Linked DNA regions of Mus musculus: all the other regions are linked to region 2. Evidence: chromatin contacts called from public HiCAR-type and HiChIP or PLAC-seq data. All regions are on one chromosome and are shown on one strand. The core of a region is the stretch at or near the end of the contact, and the rest is flanking DNA. Distances in the headings are between cores, read along the strand shown.

Evidence for each region. HiCAR-type assays count read pairs that join an accessible place to other places. HiChIP or PLAC-seq counts read pairs in DNA pulled down with a chosen protein or histone mark.
Region 1: a contact with region 2 is called in a HiCAR-type map of embryonic stem cells, with 3 times the contacts expected there. The contact joins two enhancer-like sites. A contact is called at or near these places in 7 of 39 promoter capture datasets (the C10 cell line, the HPC-7 cell line, cranial neural crest and 4 more), 3 of 15 datasets of contacts at CTCF or cohesin (the NIH/3T3 cell line and large pre-B cells), 9 of 484 Hi-C or Micro-C datasets (the C3H10T1/2 cell line, the P5424 cell line, cerebral cortex and 4 more), 11 of 115 datasets of contacts at active chromatin or transcription factors (T-cell acute lymphoblastic leukemia, acute myeloid leukemia, craniofacial prominence and 6 more) and 3 of 9 other capture datasets (adipose tissue, liver and pancreatic islet).
Region 3: a contact with region 2 is called in an H3K4me3 HiChIP or PLAC-seq map of embryonic stem cells, with 14 read pairs. The contact joins the promoter of Pcyt1a here to the enhancer-like site in region 2. A contact is called at or near these places in 5 of 39 promoter capture datasets (the 3T3-L1 cell line, 3T3-L1-derived adipocytes, the HPC-7 cell line and 2 more), 1 of 15 datasets of contacts at CTCF or cohesin (the NIH/3T3 cell line), 1 of 484 Hi-C or Micro-C datasets (bone marrow-derived macrophages), 5 of 115 datasets of contacts at active chromatin or transcription factors (bone marrow-derived macrophages, effector CD8 T cells, embryonic stem cells and 1 more) and 3 of 9 other capture datasets (adipose tissue, liver and pancreatic islet).

What each region holds. Positions count from the first base shown.
Region 1 is chr16:32,111,781-32,115,138 of GRCm38.p6, forward strand. No RefSeq gene overlaps it. Among named protein-coding and RNA genes, the nearest start is that of Cep19, 14 kb to the left of the region's middle. Within about 2 kb of position 1,996, at least 154 of the 459 cell types and tissues checked have an H3K27ac peak or open chromatin away from gene starts, as enhancers often do. A contact at or near this core is called in embryonic stem cells, where this site is marked.
Region 2 is chr16:32,290,170-32,293,626 of GRCm38.p6, forward strand. It overlaps Rnf168 (ring finger protein 168), which reads left to right. Exons shown (of 6, transcript NM_027355.2): 5 at 1,734-1,812. Among named protein-coding and RNA genes, the nearest start is that of Rnf168, 14 kb to the left of the region's middle. Within about 2 kb of position 1,837, at least 4 of the 459 cell types and tissues checked have an H3K27ac peak or open chromatin away from gene starts, as enhancers often do. A contact at or near this core is called in embryonic stem cells, where this site is marked.
Region 3 is chr16:32,429,611-32,433,200 of GRCm38.p6, forward strand. It overlaps Pcyt1a (phosphate cytidylyltransferase 1, choline, alpha isoform), which reads left to right and starts at 1,311. Exons shown (of 9, transcript NM_009981.4): 1 at 1,311-1,421.

The sequences.
Region 1 (3,358 bases), core at 746-3,245, 180 kb before region 2:
GGCTGGAGGGAGCTGGAGCCGGAGCAAGAGGAAAAGAGAAAGGAAGAAAATTATGTTCAAACCAAGCTTGGAGGTGCATGCTTGTAATCCCAGCACTCAGGAGGCAGAGGCAAGTGGATCTCTGAGTTCAAAGACAACCAGGACTACACAGAGAAACCTGTCTCAAAAAAAAAAACCAGAAAAACAAACAAACAAACAGCAACAACAAAACCCCCCAAAATGTATGCTCAATAGCTTCCCAACTTTTTATCCTTGGAGTTCTTTCCCTCCTCTGACTTCATTTTATTCTCAAGGCTGAAAATCTGTCATCCCATAGGGAAGGGCCCAACAGTTCTTCTTTCCCATCTTACAAATCCTAGGCCTTTGCCTGTCTGCTGCCAAGCCTGGCACCTTCTCCTGTAACACTACAGGCTCTGGCCTCAGCATCACATCCACATCTGTATGATTGGTCATCCCTGAGGAAAAACCAACCAACCAAACAAACAAACAAAAAAACCTCCTGAATTAATAGAATACTCATCAGCTCTTGCACGGGTAACAGCTTTATTTTTTATTTATTTATTTATTTATTTATTTTTCAAGATAGGGTTTCTCTGTATAGCCCTGGCTGTCCTGGAGCTCACTTTGTAGACCAGGCTGGCCTCAAACTCAGAAATCTGCCTGCCTCTGCCTCCCGAGTGCTGGGATTAAAGGCGTGTGCCACCACACCCGGCTCAGTTGTATTTTTAATAAAGATAAAATTAATTAATTTAATTAAATTAATTTAATTAAATATTTAATTAAAAGTGGGGATGGAGAAGAACATCAGAAGACCACTCTCAGGTCTCTCCTCCCTCCAGGCAGATTCATGAATCATACTGGAATCAGCTTGGCAGTTGGTCCCCTGTCCACCAAGTCATCTCTCTGGGGCTTGCCCAGTGCAGAGAGTGGGAGAGGCATTATCAACCCGTCTCACACCTTCTCAGACTTCTGAGTACAAAACAGACTGCTTTCTCAAGACAAGACCTTCAAGCCTCTAACTCAAGCTAGTGGATTGCAATCTTGAGGATGGTCAGACTCGTCATCACAGCACAGATAGATCCCTGTCTCAGGGATTCGGATTCATGAGCCAAGGGGTAGGACTGAGACTCTGCTAACAGTCCTTCCCCCCTCCCCCCGCACCACACCCTCTGCCCCCCACCACCACACACACACACACACACACACACACACACACACCCCAACCACTGTGCTAGGCTTTTGTTCTTCAGTTTTGGAAACCCACAATCCATCATTCTGTTAACTCCACCACAATCCCACTGTGGCTCTCTGAAACACTCATAATAACGTAATTCTATCAGATCCAACCTTCCATTCAAACCGTCCCACAGTCACAACCCTTGGACATCGTGGCTCCCAGGTTCACCTTTATGCAGGCACTAAGCATGTAGAAGGCATTGTCACTAGAGATTCCACAGAAGGAAGGACTGATGTAGGCTAAAGCAACCGAGACACTTTAAGATGGAGACCGGGTTGAGCCAGGAGGTGGTGGTGCACGCCTTTAATTCTAGCTCTTGGGAGGCAGTGCCGTCTACAGAATGAATTCTAGGACAGCCAGGGCTGCACAGAGAAACCCTGACTAGGTTCCGGTTTATTCTCAAAGGTAAATTTATCTATTTAGAATGCAGAGGAATGAGCAGTGTTGATACCAAGAATCATGTAACCCCAGAAAACTGGAGGATACACTGGGCCAGTAATGCAGTGGTAAATGATTCCATGGGAGGGGCCTGTCTGCTGCCAGAAGCATTAGTACAACCAAGCAGCACTTAGGCCTGAGTACTACTGGGTGAGGCAGAGTGCGGCCATCCGGGAAATGGGTGTGTTTACTTAGGACTGGGGCAGATTAATCTACTTCTTCTTTCTGTGGAAAAAATTGCTCTCTCCTGCAAGGCGCGGCAAGAACTGAAACCAGGAGGAAGCTTTGCTCAATAGGAAGTGAGCTCCAATTCTAAAATGGGGAAGCACTGCGTTCCTCCAGCGAGACGATCCTGAGCTGAAAAGGAGTGAGAAGCGGACTCGGACGGCTGGGGGCCCCTGGAAACAACCCACGTGGCCGCCAGGAAGACATCGCGAAATCAATGGTGGAGCATCTGCGCTGTGGCATACTGGATTAGATTCCTCTCTATTCCTTCCATGAGGTGTCCTTACAAAAACAACTAAGGGGTTCGTTTATTCTAGCTCACAACCTCAGACTACACTACAGTCCCTGGAGGTTCCGGTGGCAGAGGCTTCCAAGAGCTGGTCACATGACAACCAGAACAAGTGTACCCACGTACGCGTCTCAGCCCAGTCTTTACTGTCTGGCGCCCAGCCCAGGAAACTGTGCCGCCCACATTGGAAGGGAGTCTTTCCACCTCTATTGAGATTTCTGAGTTCGAGGCCAGCCTGATCTACAAAGTGAGTTCCAGGACAGCCAGGGCTACACAGAGAAACCCTGTCTCGAAAAAAAAAAAACAAAAACAAAACAAAAAAAAAAAAAAAGAAAGAAAGAAAGAATGAAAAAAGAAAAGAAAATTCCTCAGACATGCTTGAGGGCCAACTTAATGTAGGCAGCTCCGCCTTCAGACTCCCTTCCTAGGCGATTCTAGATTGGGTCAAATTGACGAATAAAACTAACCATCATACATAGCGGTGGTGGCACACGCCTTTAATCCCAGCACTCGGAAAGATGAGGCAGGCAGGTCTCAATGAGTTCGAGGTCAGCCTAGTGTACAGAGTGAATCCCAGGGCAGCCAGGGATACACAGAGAAACCCTGTCTTGAAAACAAAGACTAACCATCACATACGACCTGGATACCCTAGCAAAAAAAGGGGGGGGGGGGAGCCAGAACCTTCGGGATGGGATCCAGGGCTAACTGCGAAAGCAACTTGCAGACTGACAGCAGATTCTAAACCCTTCCCATCACCTACCATACACGCAAGTCCCAGGACTGCAGCCAGCTGCAGAGGGACTGTGCTAGAGTAGGGCTTCACCATTTAAATGCGAAGACTTGGCTCCCGCTCTTTCGGTTTACCTAAATCCCATCTCCAGACTCTTTGTGTTACTTCTGTCCCTCCCTCATTTACCTCCCTCTCCCATTCCCATATACAAGTCCAATACTGGGCTTTTAAAAGAAGAGAAATGCCCTGCCAACGGGGTTGGAGTTGTAATGCCCTTCCCCTGAGCCTAATTCTTCAAGCTCCTTTCCACCTAACATGGTTGGAGGAACTTCCAAAACCCAACTGCTTTTCCCCTTAATTAAACCCAAATAATCAATTTACAGCTTTGTTCAATCTTGAATTCTTTTCCTGTCCCTTCACTTGCCCATGCCCCCGTAGG
Region 2 (3,457 bases), core at 587-3,086:
GGTTTCTTTGGGTAGCCTTGGCTGTCCTGGAACTCACTCTGTAGACCAGGCTAGCCTGTCTTGGAGACCTTTCATAGAACACTTTCTCAATTTAAAAAAAAATGAGAAGGAAGAAAACCTCTTTCCAAACAGTCCCATATGTCCCATCTTGCTTTTTTTCAAATTCATGGCCTCTTTTTCATTAATTGTTATTACATGCATATATGTATGCTTATATACATGTATATTCCTATGTATAATCCTGTCCCTTGGTATACTGTTACTTGTAGGTGTGTGGGGTTTTGTTTGTTTGTTTGTTTGTTTGTTTGTTTGTTTGTTTTTTGAGACAGTCTCTTTTCTCTGTATCCCTGACTGTCTGGGAACTCACTCTGTAGACCAGGCTAGCCACAAATTTAGAGATCAGATCTGCCTCTTTCTCTCTGCCCCTCTGCGCCTCTGCGCCTCCACCTCCTGAGTGCACCACCACTGCCTGGCTATTAACTATTTCTTTTCATGCCTCTTATATATTTCCTTGATAAGATCTTTAAGGAAAAAAGTCACTAAGGACTGTGGTTGCTTTTAAAAAGGATGCTTTATGCTTTGAACTAGGTATGATTGATGACATACATTCAGTCACACTTACTCTAAAGGCTAAATAATAAGACAGGAGAACTTGGGGTTGAACCCAGCCTGGACATGGTAAGTCGTTGTCTAAAAAGGAGTCGCCGCTAGTTGTGGTAGTGTACATTGGTAGGATTTGCTGAAGGAGGCAGATGCAGGCGATTCACGAGTTTGAGGCCAGCCTGAGCTACACATTTAAAAGGAGGTGGAGGCTAGACTGTAGAAATACATGTTTTGCAGTCTGTAGCAGTGAGTGAGGTGGGATGCTGTTGAGCCTTTGACGTTTCAGATTGCCAGGAGGACCTCAAGAGCTGCTTCATGCAGAGTTCGAGTGGAGAAATTGCTTTGTCAGAGGAGGATAATGAAATCCTCTCATCTAAATGTTAGGATGTCAGATGCCTCCATGATTCATGGAGTTGAAAGAAGAGCATATGTAACATGTCAGCTCTTGGTTTGTACTAACTGCCACCAATAAGCCTTTTTTACCATGGGAGAGAATTGAAGTAATAACAAATAGCTGTTAACATGCATGAGAACCTGGGTCCCTGCTGACAGAAACAATAAAGCCATTTTCTTAAAATAAAAGAAAAAATAATAGCCAAATTTTCTGGTAAGACAAAATAGCCTCCTCTTAGAATAATGACTTGTTGTTTGTTTATTTTTGAGATCGTTTCTCTGTGTAGCCCTGGCTGTCCTGGAACTCAAGCTGGCCTTGAACTGGGGAGTGCTCTGTCTCCTGAGTACTGGGATTAAAGATGTGAGTCACCACTGCCTAGCCTAAAATGATATTTTTGTGAATTTTGAGAAACTTTATGGCCTTCCATTGTTTGATCCTATCAACCTTTAAACTCTTTTCAAGAATTATAAGATATTAAAATGACCTTTTCTTCCCTTTCTGTTTTTACACTAAAATACAGTGCTAAACCCCAAAGCTCATGCCTCCTGTGTGCTAGCCAGGCAGTCTTGGAAAACTCAGGGTTTCAAATATTATCTTAGAGTTGACCGGAGACCTGGAGATGTTCCAGTAAGATAGCAAGCAAAAATGGTTCATCAACCTTTTACCATATTGGATTTTTTTCAAAACATCTAAGTTTTAGTAAACTTTAAATTTTTGTTTGTTTGTTTGTTTAAAGATATTTGTCACCTAAGTTGAAGCCTGGGACCGCCTTGGCATGTAAGGCTGAGCTTGAGGAAGACATCTGCAAGTCTAAGGTACGTTGATGCTCAGAGTGGGGCGGGGCATTGACTCCTGCTGTGCATTACTAAGACCTGGGCTGTCTTGGCTCACTTCTCTCTAATGGACCCTGATAGATACTTTTGTCTTTGTTATCAGAGGTGCTCCGCCCTGGCTACCAGTGGATGCCTTCTTAGTAAATACACAAACAAGTGAGCTTCTCTTGTGTCCAAGTAAAACTTTCTCTTTTCTTTGGAGATTTTATTGATTTATTTCTTTTATTATTAAAAAATTTTTTTTATTATTATTCTTTTTATTAGGTATTTTCTTCATTTACATTTCCAATGCTATCCCAAAAGTCTCCCATACCCCCCCCACTCCCCTACCCACCCACTCCCACTTCTTGGCCCAGGTGTTCCCCTGTACTGGGGCATATAAAGTTTGCAAGACCAATGGGCCTCTCTTTCCAATGATGGCCGACTAGGCCATCTTTTGATACATATGCAGCTAGATTCAAGAGCTCTGGGGTGTACTGGTTAGTTCATATTGTTGTTCCACCTATAGGGTTGCAGATCCCTTTAGCTCCTTGGGTACTTTCTCTAGCTCCTCCTGTGATCCATCCAATAGCTGACTGTGAGCATCCACTTCTGTGTTTGCTAGGCCTCGGCATAGTCTCACAAGAGACAGCTATATCAGGGTCCTTTCAGCAAAATCTTGCTAGTGTATGCAATGGTGTCAGCATTTGGAGGCTGATTATGGGATGGATCCCCGGGTATGGCAGTCTCTAGATGGTCCATCCTTTCATCTCAACTCCAAACTTTGTCTCTGTAACTCCTTCCATAGGTGTTTTGTTCCCAATTCTAAGAAGGGGCAAAGTGTCCACACTTTGGTCTTTGTTCTTCTTGAGTTTCATGTGTTTTGCAAATTCTATCTTATATCTTGGGCATTCTAAGTTTCTGGGCTAATATCCACTTATCAGTGAGTACATATCATGTGAGTTCCTTTGTGATTGGGTTACCTCACTCAGGATGATGCCCTCCAGGTCCATCCATTTGCCTAGGAATTTCATAAATTCATTCTTTTTAATAGCTGAGTAGTACTCCATTATGTAAATGTACCACATTTTCTGTTTCCATTCCTCTGTTGAGGGACATCTGGGTTCTTTCCAGCTTCTGGCTATTACAAGTAAGGCTGCTATGAACATAGTTGAGCATGTGTCCTTCTTACCGGTTGGAACATCTAATGGATATATGCCCAGGAGAGGTATTGTGGGATCCTCCAGTAGTACTATGTCCAATTTTCTGAGGAACGGCCAGACTGATTTCCAGAGTGGTTGTACAGGCTTGCAATCCCACCAACAATGGAGGAGTGTTCCTCTTTCTCCACATTTTCGCCAGCATCTGCTGTCACCTGAGTTTTTGATCTTAGCCATTCTGACTGGTGTGAGATGGAATCTCAGGGTTGTTTTGATTTGCATTTCCCTGATGATTAAGGATGCTGAACATTTTTTCAGGTGCTTCTCAGCCATTCGGTATTCCTTAGGTGAGAATTGTTTAGCTCTGAGCCCCTTTTTTTAATGGGGTTATTTGATTTTCTGGAGTCTACCTTCTTGATTTCTTTATATATATTGGATATTAGTCCCCTATCTGATTTAGGATAGGTAAAGATCCTTTCCCAATCTGT
Region 3 (3,590 bases), core at 61-2,560, 140 kb after region 2:
GCTACGAAGTCCTTTTTTGGGGGCATTTTATCTGCCAAGTCCAAATACCTATTTGAACTTAAGTGTGTGTGCTAGCTTTTAATCATTTTTCTCCTTAGAAGCACCTCAGCAGATGCACAAGTTCACCCATCCTCTTTCCTCTCAGTTATCTTCAAGTAAAAAATGCAAACAAATACATAAAAGTCTACCCCCACCCCCCCCATCTTTCTCCTGTAGAGTTTTCTTCCCACTTGCCTTACAGCTACAGAATTGCACAGGGTGTGGCGGCTAATGACCGCACTCTAGAGTCTGAGGCAGGAGGTCCACTGCAAATTCAAGGCCGGCATGGGACAAATAGTAAGGTCCAGGCCAGTCTCGGCAACAGTAAAGGCCATGTCTGATAGTTACTTTTAATTCCCCTCAAAAAGTCTGGAGAGAGAGTTCAGTGGTTAAGAGTTAAAAGCACTTACTGTTCAATTAAGACTAGAATTAGCCCGGCAGTGGTGGTGCACGCCTTTAATCCCAGCACTGGGGAGGCACAGGCAGGTGGATTTCTGAGTTCGAGGCCAGCCTGGTCTACAGAGTGAGTTCCAGGACAGCCAGGGCTACACAGAGAAACCCTGTCTCGAAAAAACGAAAAAAAAAAAAACAAAAAACAAAAAACAAAAAACCAAAAAACCAAAAAAAACAAAACCCACTAGAGTTCAGGTCCCAGCACCCAGGTATTCACAAAGGCCCGTTAACTCTAGCTCCAAGACATGTCACCCCATTTATGGCCTCCGTGGACACACAAAATCTTAGAAGTGTGTTGTGTGTGTGTGTGTGTGGGGGGGGGGGACTCGGCCAAACAAAATCCCCCAAAAGCTCACCGTAGGAAGTTCGTTCCCTAGACTACAGCCTCCTTGTCTGTGCATTTTTGCCCTCGCCTCTACTCCTGCTCCACTACTTCCCGGGTCGATTTCTAGGCTCGTTTTCTGATGAGTCAACCCAGGTCCGAATAACTGGCAGACAGAGGATGAGCTCAGACCCGAGCTCGCCTGACCGAGCCGGCGGGCTCGAAGTCCTCGGGGAGGTCGGACATCGGAGCCCCAGCCCTGCGGAGAAGGCGAGGGGCAGCGGGCGCAGGGGACGCCGGGAGACCGGCGGCAGGAGGCGCCACACATCCGGAATTCCGAGCCCGCCGACCCCGCGCCTGCCTCCAGCGCTTCGGCTCAGTCACCCCACGCGCCCGGCCCCTCTGGAAGCGGAACTACTCTGTCAGGTTGTGGTTTTCAGGAATGCGGAGGTGGCATTGACAAGAGGGCGGGCGGGAGGCGGGACTTCCGGTCCGCAGTCCGGTCAGATGTTTCCCGGGCGTCTCCCCGCAACCCATTTGACTTCGCTAGTCGGTGACGCGGCGCGGGGAAGGGATCCGAGGGGGACCGGAGCCTGGAGGAGTTGAGGTAAGGAAACTCCGGGTAGTGGGTGCTTTGCGAGGACAAAGGCGGGCTGGGAGCGTGAGGGGGCTGCGACTGAAGAGTGGGCCAGTGACAGCTAGGGAAAGTGTGAAGCAGGAGGCTACTGTGACCGAGGTACAATGACAGCCAAGAGGACTGTGACCCAGGGGTGGCCGCTTGTGAGGGGTCTGTGACCCCCGGAGCAGTAAATGCGAGGGACTCTGACCTCGGAGAGCACGAGGCAGAGGCTGCGACGGGACCATGACCGAGTAAGTATGCAGCAGTGACTACCCGGGGACTGACTGATCGATGGATAGTGACTGAGGGGATTGATCCGAGGGACCATGAAGCAGCGGCTGCGAGGGCGCGCTCACCGACAAGCAGCGACTTTGAGGGCTGACTTGGAGGAGAATGTAAGATCAGGAATTGGGGGTGGTGCTTTGCACTTGTGTTTGTGTACAAAGTGTGAGTGAATGAGCGAGGGACCCACCCGGCACAGGTCTTACGAAGAAACCGCACTGGTGTGAGACCAGACCAGAGTTTGAATTTTACGGGCAAACTTCCGTGGGTGAGAAACTTAGTTCACCACTGAGCTAGTGTCTTCGTCAGTAAGCGGAAAGTTCAGAGTTGGATTATGCCACCCAACTCTGAGTCCCAGTTTACTATTGGGCTGTGAAGACAGTTTAGTTGGATGGCAACTAACTAAATACAGACAACTGGTCTACAATAGAAATCCCCGCTGTGTTCACATAGTAAGGATTTATAAAATAGGTTTCAGGTGTGTTTGCAATGATGCTATAAAGTTAGCTTCCTACATCTTACTACGTATGCAGTAAACGAGCTAAAGTTTGAAAACTGGGTGTGGTGATACACAACTAGAATTCAGACACCCAGGAGGCTGAGACAAGTATTTTCAGTTGGGCTTAAAAATTTTGGTGGACTTAAAGTGTTTTGGTTTTGTTTCTTTGCTCTTGCTTGTGAGTTTGTTTCTTCAAGTCAAGGTGTCTCTATGTAGCCCTGGTTGTCCTGGAACTCCCTCTGTAGACCGGGCTGGCCTTGAACTCAGAGATCTGCCTATTTCTGCCTCACCAGTGCTGGCTCTGAGGCATTAATACAGGATCTCACTATGTATAGCCACTGACCTGGAACCATCTAGACCAGGGTGGCCTTGAACTCACAGAGACTCCTGGCCTCTGCCTCAAGATTAAAGGTGCATGCCACCATGTCTAGCTTTTTGCTGTTGTTGCTTTTTTAGTTTGAGAAGTAGTGGGTTTGGATTATTTGAGGTTTTTCTTTCTGTAATGATTCTATGATTAAGGAACTGCAGAGAAGTAAGTGTAGAGTGAGTTAGGAACTGGGACCTGTGCTGGCCACAGGCTCCAACAGATGGCCTTAACTGGAGAAAGCTATTTGACCGTAATCAAGATAGCTAGTTATGATTGAGGACTAAAACACAATTTTTGTTGGGAGAGCCAAAAGCTATATTGAAATAGGGATGGTGATAGTTATAGAAGCAATAAGGATATAGGCGTTTGTTGTGGAGAAACTGCCAGGAATAGGCATTGAGGAAGGAGAAACTTTGAGGATAACACAGTTTAAGAGCAAAACTGCAAACCCAGAAAACAGTTTGCTAAGAATAAAATAGAAGTAGGGAGAGATAGATCTTCATATTCTATTCAATCTTTATGGTTGGAGAGTCTACAAGTAAATAGGATTGCTATTAAAAAGGTATTGGGTCAGGTGTGGTACCAAATGTCTTTTATTCCAGCACTTGGGAGGTACAGATAGGGATATCTCTGAGCTCAAGGCCAGCCTCAACTGCAAGTGGAGTATCAGGACAGCCAGGATTGCATAGAAAGACTTTGTCTAAAAAAAATTAAAAAAAAAAAGATACTGGGATAGGGCATGGTAGAACATACCTTTAAAGACCAGCCTGCTCTCCATAGTAAGCTTCAGGACAGTCAGGAGAGAGAGAGAGAGAGAGAGAGAGAGAGAGAGAGAGAGAGAGAGAGAGAGAGAGAGAGAGAGAGAATGAATGAGAATGAATATCTCAAAACAAAACAATGGTAACAGGAATTTGAAAGCTAGCTGTGGTTGTATATATCCTATCATTTGAGAAGTTGAGGCTGGAGGATGGTGAATCCTAGGTTAGCCTGGGCTGTTTTAACTTCACTA